Regions from separate parts of the Mus musculus genome. Here region 2 is linked to region 1. The links are chromatin contacts, called in public Hi-C maps. All regions are on one chromosome and are shown on one strand. Each heading gives the region's core, a stretch centred on a gene start, on an enhancer-like site or on the middle of the called end of the contact. The rest is flanking DNA. Distances are from core to core; before and after follow the strand shown. Region 1 holds the start of Tlr12 (toll-like receptor 12). Region 2 overlaps Phc2 (polyhomeotic 2).

Evidence for each region. A called contact is a pair of places that touch in the nucleus more often than the background predicts.
Region 2: a contact with region 1 is called in a Hi-C map of uterus, with 3 times the contacts expected there. The contact joins the enhancer-like site here to the promoter of Tlr12 in region 1. A contact is called at or near these places in 11 of 39 promoter capture datasets (the HPC-7 cell line, embryonic stem cells, frontonasal cranial neural crest and 6 more), 1 of 15 datasets of contacts at CTCF or cohesin (the NIH/3T3 cell line), 17 of 484 Hi-C or Micro-C datasets (B cells, the C2C12 cell line, bone marrow-derived macrophages and 9 more), 11 of 115 datasets of contacts at active chromatin or transcription factors (the HPC-7 cell line, T-cell acute lymphoblastic leukemia, bone marrow-derived macrophages and 6 more) and 4 of 9 other capture datasets (adipose tissue, liver, macrophages and 1 more).

Annotation. Positions count from the first base shown.
Region 1 is chr4:128,617,358-128,620,502 of GRCm38.p6, reverse strand. It overlaps Tlr12 (toll-like receptor 12), which reads left to right and starts at 1,884. Exons shown (of 1, transcript NM_205823.2): 1 at 1,884-3,145. The coding sequence starts at 2,048.
Region 2 is chr4:128,668,815-128,672,025 of GRCm38.p6, reverse strand. All of the region lies in intron 1 of Phc2 (polyhomeotic 2), which reads right to left. Among named protein-coding and RNA genes, the nearest start is that of Phc2, 16 kb to the right of the region's middle. Within about 2 kb of position 1,270, at least 38 of the 459 cell types and tissues checked have an H3K27ac peak or open chromatin away from gene starts, as enhancers often do. A contact at or near this core is called in nephron progenitors, pancreatic islet, second pharyngeal arch cranial neural crest and 1 more, where this site is marked.

The sequences.
Region 1 (3,145 bases), core at 635-3,134:
AGCTCTGTTCTTCCCTCCTTCCTTCCACTCATCACCCTCTCTCAGACCATCTCAGTCAGGGTCTTTATATTTAGCTCAGTCGAACCTGAAACTCACAATGTAGTACAAGCTGACCTCATAATTGTGATCCCCCTGCCTGGGCACAGGGATTATGAACAACATGTAATTTCTAATCCTCTGTTGCCAGCATCTCTGTTGTCACCCCCACCCGCACCCCCATTTTGCCCTGCCAGAATTGATTTACACACGGGGTTCCCCACTCTGATTTGGGGGCCTCTTGAGGCAAGATCAGCGCCATGAAGTTGGAGAGGTGCAGATATTTAGACACCGGTTCTATGTTGCAGCTCTTCAATGCTCCTCCAGGGCTCTGTCACTCATGGGCCTGTCCTCTCTTACAGCTGCTAATCCTGTCTGGGCTCCTGGACTACCCGTCAATGCCTTGCAAGCCTGCCTCCTAACCCCTCATGCTTAGTCTTTTTGCATATTAAAATTTTAGGAACTTTTTTTTGTTTTGTTTTTTCGAGACAGGATTTCTTTGTGTAGCCCTGGCTGTCCTGGAACTCACTTTGTAGACCAGGCTGGCCTCGAGCTCAGAAATCCACCTGCTTCTGCCTCCCGAGTGCTGGGATTAAAGGCGTGTGCCACCAAGCCCGGCTTCGTAGGAACATCTTAATTCGAACATGTTTGTTCTGTATATTAACACTGACTAACATACAGGCATATTAGAAAAATTTTAAGAAACCTGACCTAACCATCTTTGCTAACTATCCTTTTGTTTTTTGACTTTTCTTTTTAGAAATTCTTGGGTTTCCCATGCAGGCATCCCAGCGTCCTGCCCTTGTGGCCGTTGTGTTTCTCCTTTAGTACCTTTAATTTTGCCGTTCCTGTCAGTTTGGCCATTCTCCCGCCTCCATTCTAACACTCAGCAGAAATGCAGTTGTCTCCTTCCCGGCTGTAAGTCAGAGGTGCTGAGAACGATACTCTTTTATAGGTCTTGGCAAGCTATGTCATTTGATGTTAACAGGATTTTCTTCTCTCTGAGTCTGTTAGTTTTTCAAATCATGAACAGATGTTGATCTGTGTCCAGTGCTTTGCTTCATAGTTTGAGGTGACCACAAAGCTCCTTTCTTTCTCTTTCTCTTCCCACTTAGGTCCCAGCCCTGTCCTGGCAGTTCAGGTCAAGGTAAAGGCCTTTCTTTTCTTGCCCCAGTGTCTGAGAGCAGGGCTGGAGCCCTCCCTACATCCAGTCTTCTCAGGTCAAATGCCATGACAACATCGTGTTGATATATTATTTTGCTTATAAAACATCCCCATTTGTGTTTAACCCAAGAACTCCAGGGGGGTCAGTAAAGAAAGGAAGTCATAATGAAACTAACAAGGAGAAAACCCCAGCTGATCTAAATCTGTGTTTGCAGCAATCCTACAGAGCAATCAAGCAAACGGGAGTTAGTCTACTTGGACAGAAGAGAACACAGGCTCAGAAGAGAAGAGGTGTTTTACTTGAGGACTGTGCAAAGCCAGACCAGACTCTACTTGTGTGTGTGTGTGTGTGTGTGTGTGTGTGTGTGTGTGTGTGTGTGTGTGTGTGTGTGTGGAGGGGGGTTGGGGGTGAGGATGTAGCAGGCACAGAAGCCAGGGGTCTAACCACACTGCAGACTGTTCTAGTGGTGCGCAGCCATCATCCCAGCCCTGGGGGTGGAAGTAAGAGAATCAGAAGTTCAAAAGGAGTCTTAACAAACTGAGCTCGTGGGACAGCCTGGGCTGCACATAAAAAAGAAAGCAACAACAAGAAAAGAAACTCTGTTTGCTTTCTCCTAACAGGAAGTGAGACCCCCCCATCCCCCTACGTTGCCCTGGTGTCATTTCCCCTCCCTCGAAGCCTCAGTGCTAAGTATCTCCAAGTCGGCCTCCTCACTTCCCGGCTTCCACAGTGGCCCTTTGACGGTGCTCCCGGACCTTGCAGGTACTCTGAGGTGGATGAGAGTATTGGTAACCCGGAGGCATAGGAGTCTAAAGTCCTCTCAGCTCTGATTCCTCTGGTGTAGAGATGGGCAGGTACTGGCTGCTGCCAGGTCTCCTCCTTTCCCTGCCTCTGGTAACTGGGTGGAGCACTTCCAACTGCCTGGTGACCGAAGGCTCCCGACTGCCCCTGGTCTCCCGCTATTTCACATTCTGCCGCCATTCCAAGCTATCCTTTCTTGCTGCATGCCTCTCCGTGAGCAACCTGACACAGACCTTGGAAGTTGTACCTCGGACTGTGGAGGGGCTCTGCCTCGGTGGTACTGTGTCTACTCTGCTTCCAGATGCTTTCTCTGCTTTTCCTGGTCTCAAGGTCCTGGCACTGAGTCTGCACCTTACCCAACTTCTGCCAGGAGCTCTCCGGGGTCTGGGACAGTTGCAGAGCCTCTCTTTTTTTGACTCTCCTCTTAGGAGATCTCTCTTTCTACCTCCTGATGCCTTCAGTGACCTGATTTCCCTCCAGAGACTCCATATCTCTGGCCCTTGCCTGGATAAGAAGGCAGGCATCCGCCTGCCTCCCGGTCTGCAATGGCTGGGTGTCACGCTCAGTTGCATTCAGGACGTGGGAGAGCTGGCTGGTATGTTCCCAGATCTGGTGCAAGGTTCCTCCTCCAGGGTTTCGTGGACCCTGCAGAAGTTGGATCTGTCATCCAACTGGAAGCTGAAGATGGCTAGTCCTGGGTCCCTCCAGGGTCTCCAGGTGGAGATTCTGGACCTGACAAGAACACCACTGGATGCCGTGTGGCTGAAGGGCCTGGGACTTCAGAAACTCGATGTCTTGTATGCACAGACTGCCACGGCCGAGCTGGCTGCTGAGGCTGTTGCCCACTTTGAGCTGCAGGGCTTGATTGTGAAAGAAAGCAAGATAGGATCTATATCTCAGGAGGCTCTGGCTTCCTGCCACAGCCTGAAGACCTTGGGTCTTTCAAGCACTGGCCTAACCAAGCTTCCACCAGGCTTCCTGACTGCCATGCCTAGGCTTCAGCGACTGGAGCTGTCCGGAAACCAACTGCAGAGCGCCGTGCTGTGCATGAATGAGACGGGAGATGTGTCAGGACTCACGACTCTGGATCTGTCAGGCAACAGGTTGCGCATCCTGCCTCCAGCCGCCTTCTCCTGCTTACCC
Region 2 (3,211 bases), core at 21-2,520, 52 kb before region 1:
TCTCTGACCATACGATAGAAGTTGTGGGAAGATGCAAATCTCCTAAATCTCCCTTCATCTAATGTATCAAATATAGGTTTATTTAAATATATACATCATGAATTATTAAAAAACCATGCATTGAGTGAAAGTGTGTGTGTATGTACATGTGTGCACATGTGCCTCTGTATGTGTGCACATGTGCCTGTGTGTGTATGTGTTTGCATGGCGCTGGATATTAAACCCAAGGCCTTGTGAGTGCTAGATCTAAAAAATATAAAGCCTTGTGGAAATTAGAGATTTTTACCAAGAGGGTAGGAGAGGAGGAATATGATTTATCCTTCCTCCATAAACAACTGAAAACTGGATAAAAGACAGAAAACACTGTTTTTCAGATATTAGCAGATAGGTAACACAGGCTTGTGATGCCTGAGCAAAAAGAGACAAAGTGACCCCTGGAAAATACTAGGCTGCTCCCTGGGGCACCTCCAGGAACAGTGCGAGGAGGGAACAGGTGTTCAGAGAGCCTCTGGGCAGAGAAGATGGCGATCTGGGAGGGAAAATGGCTGGAGTACCTGTAAGGAGGTGAGTGAGGAAAGGAGAAAGGAGTGGGAGAGAGAGGAGAGGAGAAAGGAGTGCAAGAGAGAGGAGAGGAGGAGGGGAGAAGGAGTGGGAGGGGGGTAAGGAGAGGACAAGAAGGGAGAGGAGAAGGAGGGAGAGGAGAAGGAGGGAGAGGAGGAGGGAAAGGAGAAGGAGGGAGGAGAAGGAGGGAGAGGAGAAGGAGGGAATGGAGAAGGAGGGAGGAGAAGGAGGAGGGAGAGGGAGGGAGAAGGGTAGAAATAGAGGAGAGGAGAAAGAAGGAGGGAGAGAGAAGAGGAAAGGAGAGGGTAGGAGAGGGAGGGAAAGAGGGAGAGGGAAGGAAAACACTCTGGAATTGTGCACACAGGCCTCCCTGGATTGTCATGGTTAGCGCTGAGGGACATGTAGACACACATGAGAACTCCAGACCACCTGGAAGGAGCAGATGGAGCAGGCCCTGCTCACACAGAGCAGGGCAGGGCAGGGCAGGGTAGGGCAGGGCAGGGCAGGGCAGCTTGTGTTCGTCTGTATTTCAAAACAATTTAAAGGAATAGAGCAAGTGTCAGCAACAGGAAGATCAAATTCACAAAGGCTCGTTGGACCCAGTGAAAACAAGAAGGCAGACAAAAGACGTTGGTGAGAGACTCCAGGAGTGGGAGAACTAGCAGATGAGGTATTAAAGCAACATTAGTAACTGCACCCCACGTGATCAGGAGGCAGCGTTAATAATTGCTCCCACATGTTCAGGAAGTGACATTAATAACTGCCCGCCATGTGCTGAGGAGCGAGAAGACACAGGATCGTGAGGACAGGGCAACCCCAAATCCAGCTTCCAGTGACCAGAAAGGACAGCCAAGACAAAAGCAAAGCGCACGAGAGTAACAACAGATCAGGAGACTTGGCAACAGGAATGACCCCACAGGAAAGAGACTGGAGGAAGGCTAGAGAGACACGGGCTACCCGTCAATGGCCTTATCGAGCAACCTAAGGCTCCCCACATCACAGTTCCAGGAGGGAGAGGCCTTGGTGGAAAGGAGCAGAACCAGTAAAGCTTCCAAATTCAACAAAAGCCATGAACTTGCAGACCCAAGAAGTCCAGCTAAGCAGAATACATGGATAAAAATTACTGCAAGGACTTTCACAGTCAAACTGCTCAGCTGATGACAAGAAAATCCCGAAAATTCTCAGAAAAAAAGGACATATTACATGGGAGCAAAACCCAGGCTTTTTTACACACCATTACACTGCTGACAGTTGATAGATATCTTTAAAGAAATTGTAGAAGAAAACCAAAAACAAATTAAAAGTCAGCCTCAAATTCTATACTCAGAAAATATTTCTCAAAATGAGGGTAAAATTGATCTTTTGAGACATATGGATACTGAACAGATGAACTTTATAATAACTGTACTATTGAAAATGTTATAGGCTGGGCTCAGTGGTGCATGCCTTTAATCCCAGCACTCAGATTTCTGTGAGTTCAAGGCCAGCCAGAGTTACATAGTGAGACCCTGTCCCCCAAACACACTTTGAAGAGAAGTGAAATCACAGGAATACACGAGAGAACAACATTTAAAGTCAGTAAGAGAGAGCCATTAGGAAACTCCCTAATATTTGAGAAACAATGTGTTTTAAAAATAGTTCATGAGTCAAAAACTAAAATCTCAGGGGAAAGTAGAAACTATTTTGAATGTAACAAAATGAAAAAGTGTCACATATAAAACCCATGAGAGAAATGGATGCATGGTCCATAAAACATTTGTTAGTCATTCCAGAAAGAAAGTTCTTGAATTTTAACATCGGCTTCCTTCTTAAGAAGTAAGAAAAGAGCAAATGAAATACAAAACACAAAGAGAGGAATAAGAGGGAGGTAAGACAAACGGGGTGGGACCATGGCAGGCAAACCACCGAAAGGAAAAGCCGGTCTTTGAAACTAAGACAGAAAACTTAGCCAGAGTGATGTGAAGGGCGAACCCAGAGATGACAGCTCTCATAGATATCAAAAGGACAATGAAGCAACAGTAGGGATCATTTCCTGGAAATGCACAAGTTATCAGAGCTCACACATGAAGAGACAGACAAGCTGGATAGCTCTATGGTTCGCTCTCTTTATCCCACCTCCTCCTCTCAATTTTATTTTTGTTTATTTACTTTCTGGTACAGAGTAGCTAGGATTATAAGCACGAGCTACCATGCTGTCTACACTGTACCTATTAAAAATAATTTGTGTGATAGCACACTGTCATTAATCCCAGCACTCAGGAGGTAGAGGCAGGCAGATCTCTGAGTTTGAGGCCAGCCTGTGAGTTTCAGGACAGCCAGGGCTACACAGAGAAACCCCATCTCCCAAAACCAAAACTACAAGAACAAACAACACACCAAAACAATTTTAAATTAATTGGTGTGAAACCTTCCCAGAAAGACAAAATGACTTTACTTGTGAGTTCCACCAAGTATTCAGGGGAGATATAACGTCACTATTATATGAATACACCCAGAAGATAGAGGAGGGAAACCACCTATTCATTCTGTGGTGCCTAAATCCCTTAGAAACCAAAACCATAGAGAATACTGTGGAGGTATTAGAGATGAAGGCTCCTTCACAAGGAATACAAGTACCATTAGAACTGCATCACGCCGAGGCAGGAGGACA